Regions from separate parts of the Hordeum vulgare genome. Here region 1 is linked to region 2. The links are chromatin contacts, called in public Hi-C maps. All regions are on one chromosome and are shown on one strand. Each heading gives the region's core, a stretch centred on a gene start, on an enhancer-like site or on the middle of the called end of the contact. The rest is flanking DNA. Distances are from core to core; before and after follow the strand shown.

Region 1 (6,434 bases), core at 316-2,815, 33 kb after region 2:
CCTTTTGGAAGGATTTGAGAGGGGACAAGTGGGGAGACAAAGGGGAAAGGGGGTGGAGCTCGGGATAGGTCAATAGGGAGAAGAGAGTGAGTGGTGAGTGATGGGTGAGGCTGACCCCTAATAAGTATCTCAGGCAGCATCGCCAGGGACCATGGCGTTTCACGAAAAGGTAGAAACGCCACATAACTTAGTGTTTACAAGAAGAAGAAACATGGGGTAGAACAACGTTTCTTAGTTGACTAGCAACACGAGGTAGATCGGCGTTTCTTAGTTGACCAGCAACGCTGTGGGATGTGGCTTTTCTAAAAGAGTCAGATCGTAAAATACTTTTCTGACGAGTTCATTTTATGCAATTCTTTACATATTAAGGTCAGAACGGTGATTTTGTCCTCGCCGGACGGTCGGCCACGGGCCACAAGTCTAGGCAACGATCACAATGGTGTTGATGCAAATACTATTCCCTTCGTTTCTAAATATAAGTTTTTTAAGGGTTTTATTAAAAAACTACATATAGATGCATATAGACATATTTTAAAATAAAGATTCATCCATTTTATTTTATATTAGTGTTTTTTTTTGCGAAATTTTTTGTATGTAGTGTTTTAGCAATGCTACACATACATAAGTTTACATGGATTTTACAAAGAGGTGGATTTTGATTGGAGATTAAGGGGAACGAGGGTCCCATCCCCTTGAAAATCAGGGGGGAGTTGTTAGTTAAAAAGAAAGAATCCTAGTCAGCGTGTAACCTTATGTAACTCTTTGTATGTCTAACATTTTTTGTAGTGTTTAGTAAAAAATTTAAAAAAAAATTATATTTACAAACAAAGGGAGTAGAAAACAAGAGGTACAGAAAAACACCCGCCATCCTGCATGCATCGCGCATGTGACTGACCTGGCCCCATTACGTAGTAGCCTCTGTTTTCTTAACATTAACAGGACGGGTTTCAGCCTTGTATATACTTTTGTCCTGGCTATGAAAAGGTAATGCTTTTGCCTTATTTAAAAAAAACAATATTCGATGGATAGGTAGAGCTGGTCAGCCATCAGCCACACAAATCTCAGTGGTGACATTACTTTTTGTTGCATATATATATATATATATATGAACACGCGCTAGAGAACAAGAGATGTTGCCTAGTGCTGCTTTTACAGGGAAAAGAACAAGGCCTGCCTGCATGCAACATGCATGTGATCGACCCCTTTTGTGTTTTTTAATTAATCGTATCATTCACAGTCACTGACCTAATCAGTGAATCAGAGCTTAAATCCATGGAATAATCAACCATGTGACATAATCACTGACCGTTGGAGGCCACGACGATGCATGCACCTCACATGCTTATTGCATTTTCATATGCATAATAGGAGGTATCATCTAACCATGAACCCATTGGATCCATGGCATCACACCAAGACTCGAATTGTTTCATGCATTGTCGAGGAGCTAGCATGCATGCTGGATGATGGCTGTAGGAACGAACGGCGGAGGCTTGTGCATGGCTGTATGGCTTTGGTAATTAACTCGGGAGGAAGAGGATGCATGCTACCAACATGGATGATGGCTACAGGAGCGGCATTTTGTGCCTGCTACTCCGTTGTCGGTACGAGTGCAACGATGCAATGCAAGGGAGGGAGCATTGCAGATCAAACTCTTCTTCTCTGCTGGTTTCTATCGATCCGTCTCATTCAAGAGGGCGTCAAAAGGTTTCTCTCTCCCTTTTTGTCCGGCCAAATAGTTTCCCACACCTTCCACGCGTGTTGTGCAAGTTGATTGCTCGCCATTAGCTTTTGTGATGACTGCTACATAGCACATCTTTAAGACGGACCTCAAACCTTCGATATATGTCTGAATTGTAGTGACTGGATCATTTTTGCCATTCAACATGGATTTGTATATGTCTGCTTAGTTGTACGGACGTATGGATTTCGATAAAGTAAAGATAAACGTTAGGATTTGTATATGTCTGCTTAGTTGTACGGTCAAAAACGAATGGAACTTAACTGGAAAAAAGGGAACCCACAACATGAGCCACCGGCCTGCCAAGCCTCTTCTGTTTGCTAGCTCGCTGAGCGTCAAATAGGGGGAAGGTGGTGGGGATCCCAAAACAGTAGCTCAGGTTTATTTTTTTAGAAAAATATGGCGTGAGTGCTATCTTCTATTTTTAAATAGTTGCAAACCCATTATCTATTTTTCCTTCTCATGCAACCATGCTACATCATCAAGTCATGCATTTAGTCATAAGTATTTATTTTTTCTCATGTAACCATGCCACATCATCAAATCATGCACGTGCGTGCATTAATCTACACATTGTTTCACTAATTTTTGTTATGGGCATAAGCGGTATCTACTTTAGAGAAAATATATGTAGATCGTGTTACACTTTTTTAGGCATCTTTTGTCAGATGCTTCGTATGAGTTATTGTTCTTAAAATATAAAACAAGAGCAATCTTAATATATTTTAGCAATACTTTTTGTTTTTAACACGTATTTATACATCCGTTTATCATATTTCCGGCAGTAACGTGCGGGGAATTATCTAGTTCCATTAGCTATTGCATAATATCACTAATTAAGAAAAACTCTATGCAAAGGCCACTTCCATCTTGCAGACTGCGACAAGTGGCATACTGTATGTGCACCAATTATCATAACCTGGGAACTTTTCCATTTTTCGTAGATCCGTTTATTCAAAATGTTTTGTCTCTTCTACCATGCGCTCAAATTTCGAACTGTGTTCACCGTTGGATTCCTTGTGTATCCATATTGATATATTTTAACGAATCTTTTTTTCACGAAAAAACCCGGAAGAAAAAAGCCGCACATCTCGAGTAAGGAATAAAAAAATAAAACACATATTTTCTATCTTCAAGAGGTACGGGCATGCCTCTCCCTGAAGGAAACCCGTGCCTCTTGTGGAATTAATCAAATACGTATTTTTTTCATATCCGAGAGGCACGGCGTAACTCTCGTGGAAGTAAAAACATACATTTCTTTTATTTATTGAGGCACTCGCAGAAGCATTTTTTTTCATCACATTGTTTTTTTAATTTGTTTTTTTCCAAAAGCAAGGAAAGACCGGTGGCAAACCAAAAAGCCCAAAACCCCGAAAAACCCATCTAAAATTTCAAAAACGCGTGTGGAAAAATAAAAATAGAAATAAAATCCTAAAAAAGCGCTCAGAGCACGACATTTGACGACAACTGAGACCACGCGAAGTGACGCGCTCTCTGCCACCCGAGGTGAGCCTTGTGGTTCCCCCAAACGAGCACTCGTTCATTAGTAGGTCTCCCTATTGCATGACAGTGTACTCTCTTTCGCAGGTCCATCACTAAGATGGACGGGCCCAATAAAGTTGGTTACGTTTGTTCCGTACGAACTTTCTATGTACAATTACCGTAAGTATTTTTTTTTGGGAAAACTTCCAATTTATTTATCTTCAATCATGTTAGTACATATCTCAAAAAATAAATTTCATGGTAGTACAACAAACTTTAGAAATAATTAAAATCACATCTAGATCCGTAGACCATGCTGCGAAGACTACACGCATTGAAATGAGCCGAAGGCGCGCCATCATCACCACCACTCCCTTGCCGAAGCTAGGCAAAACTTATTGTAGTAGACAATCAAAAAGTCATCGTGTAGGCCCCGTAGGACCAGTACACCAGAACAAGAATCGCCATTGATGAAGTGATGCGTAGATCAGAAGGATCAAACCTGAAGACACATGAACATTAACGAACAAAGACCAGATCCAAGTAGATCAACCAAATACATCCATCGATAGAATTCTGCTAGATCCGCCGAAGAAACACCTCCACAAGCCCTTTTTTTCAAGATCGATGAACTTTGCTTAAAATTTTCTGAATTGCTTAAAAATGATGAATTTTTTAAAAAAATTTGCTAACAGTTTTTCAAAATCCATTAACCTTTTTCGATTTTTTGTGAAATTTTATTCAAAATTAATTATCTTTTTTGACATTTCTGAAGATTTTCCAAATTTGGTGATTTTTTTTTTCAAAATTGATGAATTGTTTTTGAATTTTTGATGAACTTTCTTGATTTTTTTCTCATAATGCGTGAACATTTTGAATACACAATTTTTGCATTTTTGTGCGAATATTTTCTTGATTTTTCGTGTCATGAATTAAGGTACCTCGGGGACTATGTCGACATATAAATGCTCTCATCAGAAAGATTGGTCGGGAAGTAAGGAAGGAGAATGGGAGGCCAGCTGTGTATCTTGGGAGGTAACGACAACACCAAAGTATATGGAAGGCCTGAGTTCGGGAGATACAGAGGTGTTTAAGGGGACTACTATGCGTGTGTCAGCGGATCTTTTTAAAAGTTTCACCGCCTCCCGAGCCGTCGAATCCAACGGGGTGCATATTTTTCTACTTTGCAACAAAGACTTCGTTGCAGAAATATTTGTAACAGATGTTGTGTTGCAGAATTTTTATGCAACATAGGTTGTGTTGTGGAATTTTTTTGCAACAGAGACTGTGTCGCAATTTTTTTTCAACATAAGTGCTGTTTTGAAAGAAAACACAGACAATGTTGCAGAAATATTTGCTGTTTTTTTATTTTTTATTTTTACAATTGGTGTTATTGCAAAGGTTAAATTTGCAACACACGTGATGTTGCAGGAAGAGAGGTGCAAAGGTACGCGTACACGCGTCATACGAACAAGGCTGTGGCTCGCTCGCATGCGATCTGCCGGCTGAAGGTAAGTATTTCCCGGTGTTTAATCTTGCAATGCTGGCTTGTCTGACGTGGCGTATCTTGTCAGATCAAGATTCATTCAGTGCCATGATCCTCAAAGCTCGTTATTTTCCTGACTGTGATTTCTTTAAGGGGCAAATTGGGAGGTTCCCCCTCTCCGATTTGGCGTGCTATTTTGAAGGGCAGGGATACCCTCACACACGGTATCATTTGGCGGATCAGAGATGGCGACTCAACTCATATCTGGACACTCAAAACTGGCTTTCACAGAAATTCAGCATGCGTCCATTAGCTAGCATGCATCTCAGCAGATCCACCGCAGCGGGTAATTGCATTATTGAACCCAAATTAACACCGCCTCTTGAGACCACCTGATGAAGCTCGAGCAAAGTTTTATAGCAGCGGATGTTGAGTGCATACTTACGATCCCTGTAAGTACAAAGAGGATTGGGGATTTCTAGCCTTGGAATTATGAACCCAATGGATTGTTTTCGGTCAGATCAGCTTACCACATGTTTGTACAATAAAACTTCAAAGTTTCAAAAAAAATCCTGAAACGTTACACATAGACATATGGATGTATACTCAAAGTCCCATGGCGACATACTTTTTTATGTGAGCTACACATGTATGACAAAATCATGTATATCTAGGGCATACACAATTCACTAAAAGTAACTGATTTTGTTTTTTATACAGATCACATGAAAAGGTATTTCGTGCTGAAATTTCACCCACGTGTAGTATACATTTATAAGTACTTCTGTATTTATATTCAGGTTTTATGGGAACTTAAAAAGTTAATTTTTGAATATTTGAAAATTTCTGGCTCCATGGAGTCCGAGAGCAAAAGAAAACACTCTCTCTCGCCATAAGCGATATATAGACGCCACATTATGTCCGCTTTTTGCGATACAATGGCTCATAATATAACTGAGTCTAACTTAGCTATGGATACTGTTTAAAATGTTATCTCTCATTTTACACATTGGGTCTCTAGGTTTGAAGACCCGGTTACTAGAGATGCCGCCTTGTCTTCGTGCCCGTTTCTCTCCTTCCGCTGTATTCTCTCATGTCGTGCCATACTTTCGAGTAATATATTTAGTTCGGAAAGCTCTCCCCTTCGGTGATTGTTCAGTTTTTCTTAACTTAGCTTGAGGTATTGTAAAAAATATAACTTAAGTCGATGGAGTGTTTCTCTCTCATTTATACATTACGTGACATCAACACTTGAAGATCTTTGTATGTCTATAAACATTATGAACTTACGAAGACAACAACTTCTAAAACAAACTAACATCGTAGATGTGTTTTTTCACATAAATCTCCTTTAACACTAGCCTCCCTCGCAGCGAAGCCTTTTTTTTTGAACCGGGCGGGCCCCTTTCCATTACTCATCATAACGAAAATACAAAGTTCTGACCAACCAAGGAAATAGGAAAGGGAAGCGGGCTCAAAGCATTTTTGGAAAACCCACTAAAGGCACTCGTCATCGAGCAGCCTAGTGCAGGACGAAAATCCAAAAACACCATAAAGAACCAATTAACCTAACCACCAACGTCAAGGAGAAACAACCCAACCGACGACAAGTACAGGCAAATGAGAAAAGTGGAAAACAGACTCACACCCGAGTCGGCAACATACGCCCACGCAGGAGCAGAGTGCAAAAGAACTAAATGAGGAGCAATTGTCTGAATGTCCATA
Region 2 (6,661 bases), core at 4,098-6,597:
CGACCAAGAGGATTAATAAAACTGCAAGTGACCGAGGGGTATTATTATTTGACAAAAGCATGCAACTAGGCATATGCGTCCATGCGTCTGGGAGAACAAATAATTAACTAGAGATTAAGATAATGGAGTATGCATACAAGGGATCTTCCATACTTCTCAGAGTTGAAGATCTTGGCAGCTCAGCCAGACATTGATCTTACAACCCAAGAGGTCTCCGTGAAACAACAACAAGAAAATGACGACACTGCGATGCACAGCTACTGTGTTTACTTGTCCATGACTGTGACACCATTGATTCATACCCAATATGCGAAATGAACAATCTTATTACGCAGTGAAGATGCTGGGGGCAGCGATGGGTGTGTCTGCTGAGGAGTTGTTTTCATGTCTTAACTTGCGTTTCAATCAAGATGGTAAATATATTCATCTGAAATTTAAGCACGAGTCACCTAGATTGTATTTACTTTCTATATATACAATGATATTTGTAACAATGTGGTCATAATTAAGTCACCTATACATTGTGAATTACAACGATGTTTTGATCAAAAAAAGAAAAACAATGATGTTTTGATCACTGCTTCGTTGTTTGAAACTGATGTGCTTGCAGCATGCACCACCATTCGATTGATGAGTGTAAAAAAAGGTTAGGGCCAACGATTGAATTCCTTATTTCTAAGCGATTCAAATAACCACAAGGAACATTGGGTGATTTTGTACTCAAAATTCATAACATAATTTGCTCGATTTTAAATATGTATTTATATAGTTGCATGAATAATTTTGTTTGACCTTTTTTTGTTGAATACCTTGCAATACAAGTACAAATAAGTGGAAACAGAAAAAAGTTAAACAAAATGAGCTCCCAATTTATAATTAAGGTCCAGGAACCATAAGCCATACATGCAAGCAGGCCCTGGCTGCCAATACGATATAAAGGACCAGTCTAAACTCTAGAGCAGAAACGAGTAATCGGTACTTGAAATGTTTTATTTTCTCATGCCGTGCAGTCCTGTACTTCACATTTCAGACCCAACAGATTATATGGAGCGACCCAACAGTCTCCTCCTGGCTGTATTTTTAGGGAAAAAGCTTAGCATCATAACAGTGGCCGAATCGGCCACCTCCTCAGTATGACACGCGTTCAAATAAGGGTCGTATCTTCATCAAACACCCTATTGGAACCAGGACCATCTTTTCAAAACATACGCGGTGTTGTAATGACCTACGACGGGTTTATATTTTGTAACAAACCAACTGCTGTAAAAAATTCTACAATAGGACATGTGCTGCAGAAATAATTCTGCAACAAGGTTTGTATTTCAATGATGAATGCGTGCTTCGCTGCTTGACAAAGGCAGATCCGACGGCTCGTGACCCGGGTGATCTTTTAAAAAGATCAGCCGGCGGACACATAGTATGACCCTATTTTTAGTGGATTTTTTTCTCAAAACAATGTATCTATCTTATGATGTTTATAAAGTACACCATGATGGCTTTCCCTAAAAGAATAAAATGTAATTTTTTTCCAGATAAAACGAATAAGAAATTGGATAGCAGGAACTTGATACATTCACTTAAACTTGGTGGCATCCATGCCATTTTGATTCCCAACAAATTGATTTACAAGTGAACAATCATCATCATCAACAACATCATAGCCCTGTCATCAACATCATCTAATTCATCTTAATTACTAAATCAAACTCCAGAGAAGGAAGAACAAAAATGGACTGATAGGCAGAGTCGATAGTACTCCATTACATGTGTCTTGGAGAAAGGGAGCCACCGACCGAGCAATCAATCCACAACTTCTTGTAAGCGATCAGCCTAACCGACGACTACCAAGTCGTCGTCTGTGTATATATGGTTGTACGACGAGTCCATATCGTGCACGATGAGTTTCTCAGCGGTGACGCTCGTGCCGGTGGCATTGTTGAACAGGTAGACCCCCGCCGCCGCATAGATGGCCTCGGTCGGGTACGCCCTCGACGTCGCCGTCAACCTCCCACCCATCGCGAAGCTTTGGACAATGGAGTGGTCCACGAGCACCCGGACAGAAAAGTCCTCGCCGTCGAGCACCGGCACTGTGCTACCCACCACCCGCTTCACCACATCGCTAGCATGTGATGATCGCAACTCGTCGTGGCAGAAGTGAGTCCGAAGAGCGCCGTCGAGGCCCTTGGACACATAGAAGTACACCCCCGTCTGTTCGGTCAGGGCGCGGTTGGCGAGGACGAGGAGACCGAAGGGTCCAAGGGCACCGCGGGTGGCGGCGCCACTGCTGGTGGTGCAGTTGTAGCTGACATCTGCCTCATTGACGGCCTCGATGGCGGAGGCGTCAATGTGGAAGGTTGCCTCGATGTCGAGCTGAGCGGTCTGGTGGAGGTGGAGGGGGACAACGGAGCCGGCGCCGACAGTGATGCCACTGAGATCGGTGGTGTTGATGCGGAGGGTGTCGAGTTCCTCCACCGGCCATTGGATGAGGTTCGTCCGGGTCTTCTCGTCAAGCTCCACCGTCCTCGGAATCGACTGCGCACACATCGTACACCATTAATTCAGTTGGTTCAATAATTCAAATAGTGTCTTTAGAATAATAATTTAAATAGTTAAGCTTAAGTACATCCACCAATCATGAGTGCACATCAAAATCAAGACCTTGAAAAGAAGACATGACCAAAAATTGGCTCCTGTTTAATTAATATAAAGGGTCCCGCGCCCTCTACTTATTTCCATTAAAGAAAACACCACAGGAACAAAAAGGTTGACATAAACAACATCAAAGATTTGAAGGAAGAAAGTCGTGATTTGATTTGGTGTGGTTTGTTAGCTAGGACCGGACAAATCTCTCCACGTGCTACTGACTAGGCATGCACATGATGTGTTTTTGTATATGTGATAATGATAATAGTTGAGCTACGCTAGAGATGGTGAAACGAGCTCTTGAACGACAGTGCATTGGCTTTTGCAACTTGGAAGTTGCAGAGAGATACTAGTGAAAGTGACCAAAGAAAACTACTCCTAATTCAGCCGCCCTGCCGGCCGGCCTATCGACAGACAAGTAAATATTAATTAACCATCATTCACCTCACATACCTTGATGGTTAATATACTACTACTAGGAAGAAGAGGGAAAAACATACTACTCTTACATATTATCTCCGTTTCAAAATGCACCGTGTACCATGCTTGGTTGGCATAAACTTTTGACCAACGCTTACTTTGTTATTGCTATCTAATTTTTGTGACACAAATTCATTACCGCAACAATACTTACATAATTACCTAGTATCAGTTGTAGCAGTACTATGTGTTTGTCATTTGGTGATGAAAGTAGGCAGATGCTTCCATGCTTCTGGGGAATTAATTAAGTAATTAACTAGATACCAAATCGAGGGTGCAGCCAGCAAGGGACCGACCACGTTCTCCAGATCTGAAGCTTTTGACAGCTCAGCTAGACAGCAGCCCACACCCTAGATCAGCCGTCCGTTATTTGTTTTTTTACACCCAACAAAAACGACAAACCACACCATCACTGCACAGCTAGCCACCCTGCCTACGCACTGTACTGTTGTTACTGGCCCATGGCTGTCACGATCTACCCCACCCAACAATGATGAAGATCAATGCGATCATAATAATTCGTATGGTAATTAGGACAATCATCATGTCAATGCATGCACTTTAAGTAAGTGTGGGTGATGGTTTCTTTACCTGGAGGTTGGCCCAGCCCTTGGTGATGTCGGCGCGCTCCGAGTCGGTCTCGCCGACGTACGCCCACACGACGCGCCGCTTCTTCACGGGGTCGTAGAATGACTTGGACGCGTAGTACTTTCCCCAGTCGTACCGTAGCCCGACGCCGAGCTCGAGCTCGTCGTCGATCGGCGTCCACTTGTTGGCGGCGGCGTCGAACCGGCCGAGCGAGTACCAGTCGTGCCGGTCGTCGTCGCTGCTCTCCTTGAGCACGTACAGCACGTCCTCCGCCGTCGAGTTGTACATGTCGCTGGCCTTGCTGCCGCCCCCGACGGCGTAGAGGTCGATGCACTCGTACTCGCCGGTGCCCTTGGGCCCGCGGTACATGTACCCTGGCATCAGCTCGTAGCTCACGAAGTCCTTCGTCTTGTACGAGAAGACGATGCCCGAGTGGTCGGTGTCGTTCTTGGACCCGATGATGGTGCGCCACGTGCCGTCGGAGGCGTCGAACCACGCCGTCGTGGGGTCGCGGAAGTCCTTCATCCCGATGCCCGGCGGCGGGAACACGACGGGGTTCGCCGGGTGCTTCACCCACTCGCGGAGGAGCGGGTCGCTCGGGTCGGCCGGCTCGGCGAGGCAGGTCACCTGAGCGAAGGTCTCGGTGTTGCCGGTGTAGAGGAGGATGACCTTGCCGTCGGGGAGCACGGTGATGGAGCCGGTGAGCACGCCCTTGATGTCGTACCACTGGTCCGGCACCAAGGCCGGCGGGAGGTGGCGCCAGTGGATCAGGTCCTTGGACACGGCGTGGCCCCACACTATCTGCGGCTCCCACACCGACCCCGACGGGTTGTACTGGTAGAAGAAGTGGTACCATCCGCCGTAGTACACCGGACCTGCCATGGATGCACGCACACAATGCGCTTCAGTCAATGTATTCCAAAGCTTTAAGAAAAAAAAGATTCCACAGGTGAGGAATCTCTTGACGAGAATATTCGACCCGTAGAATAGTTATTATGTGGTGGGTGGTGCTGACCGTTGGGATCTGCGTGATGTCGCCGGAGAATGCCGCCGCCGGGGAGCGAACAGGTAGCAGAGGTCAGTTTCTCGATCAAACCAAGCGGGGAAAAAGGAAAAGAAATGTGGATCTGAAGTGGGACGGTAGGTACCGTTCTGGTAGTACTTGTCCGGCTGGAAATGGAAGCCGGTGCGCTGCCACTGCAGCATGGCGTTGCTCCACGGGAAGCCGCCGTTGGCGGAGTAGGCCCCCGATGTCTTCTCCGACACGCCGTGCTCCTTGCCCCTGCTCCTCGGGAACTCCGTCGCCGGAATGGCCGGCACGGAGCCGGCCACCGCGTCACGGCCCGCCACACCGGCCCCGAAGACCGCGGCGGCGACGACGAGCGCCAGCACGGCCGAGGCGGCAAGCACGGCGGCGCACACGCGCCACCTCAGGCCACCGCCGGCCCGCTGCTCCTCCTGGCCATTGGCGTCGGCGGAGGAGGAGGGCAGCTGCTCGTAGGCGTAGGGCAGCGGCGGCGTGCCGGGGATGAGAATGACGCGAGAGGAATCCATGGCGCCGCCGGTGCAGGCCCGATGATCCCGAGGTGGGTGGGTAGATTGTTTCCTGGCCGATGGATGGATGGGTGGTGGCTTCAGTTTGGGGCAGATTTTATAGCTGGGTTTCGGGGGTAAATATGGCATTTTTATTTGGGGGGTGGAACGGAACCAGCTGTGGGGTTTTGCGTAGGGTTTTGGCATCTACCGTCCCGTTGTACGAGTACAAAACAAAAAACACCTCACACTTAGTTGCACATGCTCATCTTTGTTCTTGTTCTAATGGTAATGAGAAGGCATTATTGCTCTTGTGCTAATGGCCAGTCTCGAGATCTACGGTTGTGGTGCTGGATGTGACAGAATGGGTGGACGATAGGTCGGGTCTATTCTCATCGCAAAACATTTCCTTGTACAAGTTATTATCAGCGTATGCGTATCCCTCGCATTATCCCGTATGCTCGTCTGGCTAGGGTTTCTCTCCTTTTAAGCGATCCCGATCGTCTCTGAGTCCTACCCAAACACATCTTCCCTCCGATCGCCCCCGAGCTACGTCCGCCTTCACCAAGCCTGCTGTGTCGCTCACGCGGCTTCAGGAATCGGTGATGGCGTCTCTCTCCGATGCCCACTCCGCCACGAGTGGCGGCGGCGTCGCCGCAACTGCGAAATCGGATCTGGGTGACTTCTTCGATCAACTGGATCTGAATGATGAAGATTTCGCTGACGTAGAAATTGATAATGATGACCCCGAGATTTAGAAAAGTGTTTGCTGGCTTGCCCTAGCTAGGGTTCATACATACAAAAACTTCAGCCCGTCGGCCTTCTACAAGGATATGAGAGCTGCGTGGAATCCGGCACAAAGAGTGAGATTTCGGCCCGTCGACCCTAATCGTTTTGTCGTCCAAGCATCCTGTTTGGGAGACTGGGAACGCATCATGCTGCAAGGTCCTTGGTTGTTCTGCAATATGGTTGTGCTCTTGTGCCCATATGATGGCTTCAGCAAAGCTGAGGAAGTAGACTTCTTTAATATGCCAATATGGTTGCAGATTCACAAGTTACCAAACCCATACTGTAAGCAGAATATTATGAAGAAGTTGTTGAAAGGAGCTAGGAGATAATGGAGATGCGTCTGGACGGGGAACACACGAGGTGATTATGTTAGGGTGAGGGTGAAACATGACATCCGACAGGCTCTCGTGTCCGGGCTAAGGAATGTCAGGTATACCTGGTTCGCTATGAAAAGCTTCCTAGGTTTTTGTAAGATGTGTGGCCTCATTGGTCACGAACACAAAGAATCTGAACTGGGGGTTCACGATGAGAAGTGGCTCAAGTTCGGGGATTGGATCTATGCCGATATTCCTAGCAAGTCACGAACAGACGCAAGAACCAATAAGGCGACTGGCAATGATTCGAAAAA

What was found. A called contact is a pair of places that touch in the nucleus more often than the background predicts.
Region 1: a contact with region 2 is called in a Hi-C map of leaf, with 2.1 times the contacts expected there. The contact joins the enhancer-like site here to the promoter of LOC123406951 in region 2. A contact is called at or near these places in 2 of 6 Hi-C or Micro-C datasets (both in leaf).

The regions. Positions count from the first base shown.
Region 1 is chr7H:2,619,281-2,625,714 of MorexV3_pseudomolecules_assembly, forward strand. No RefSeq gene overlaps it. Among protein-coding and RNA genes, the nearest start is that of LOC123413222, 9.5 kb to the right of the region's middle. Within about 2 kb of position 1,566, at least 2 of the 3 cell types and tissues checked have open chromatin away from gene starts, as enhancers often do. A contact at or near this core is called in leaf, where this site is marked.
Region 2 is chr7H:2,582,103-2,588,763 of MorexV3_pseudomolecules_assembly, forward strand. LOC123406951 (sucrose:sucrose 1-fructosyltransferase-like) reads right to left here and starts at 5,348. Exons shown (of 4, transcript XM_045099970.1): 1 at 4,860-5,348; 2 at 4,727-4,735; 3 at 3,715-4,586; 4 at 1,573-2,532. The coding sequence starts at 5,265. The coding sequence ends at 1,831.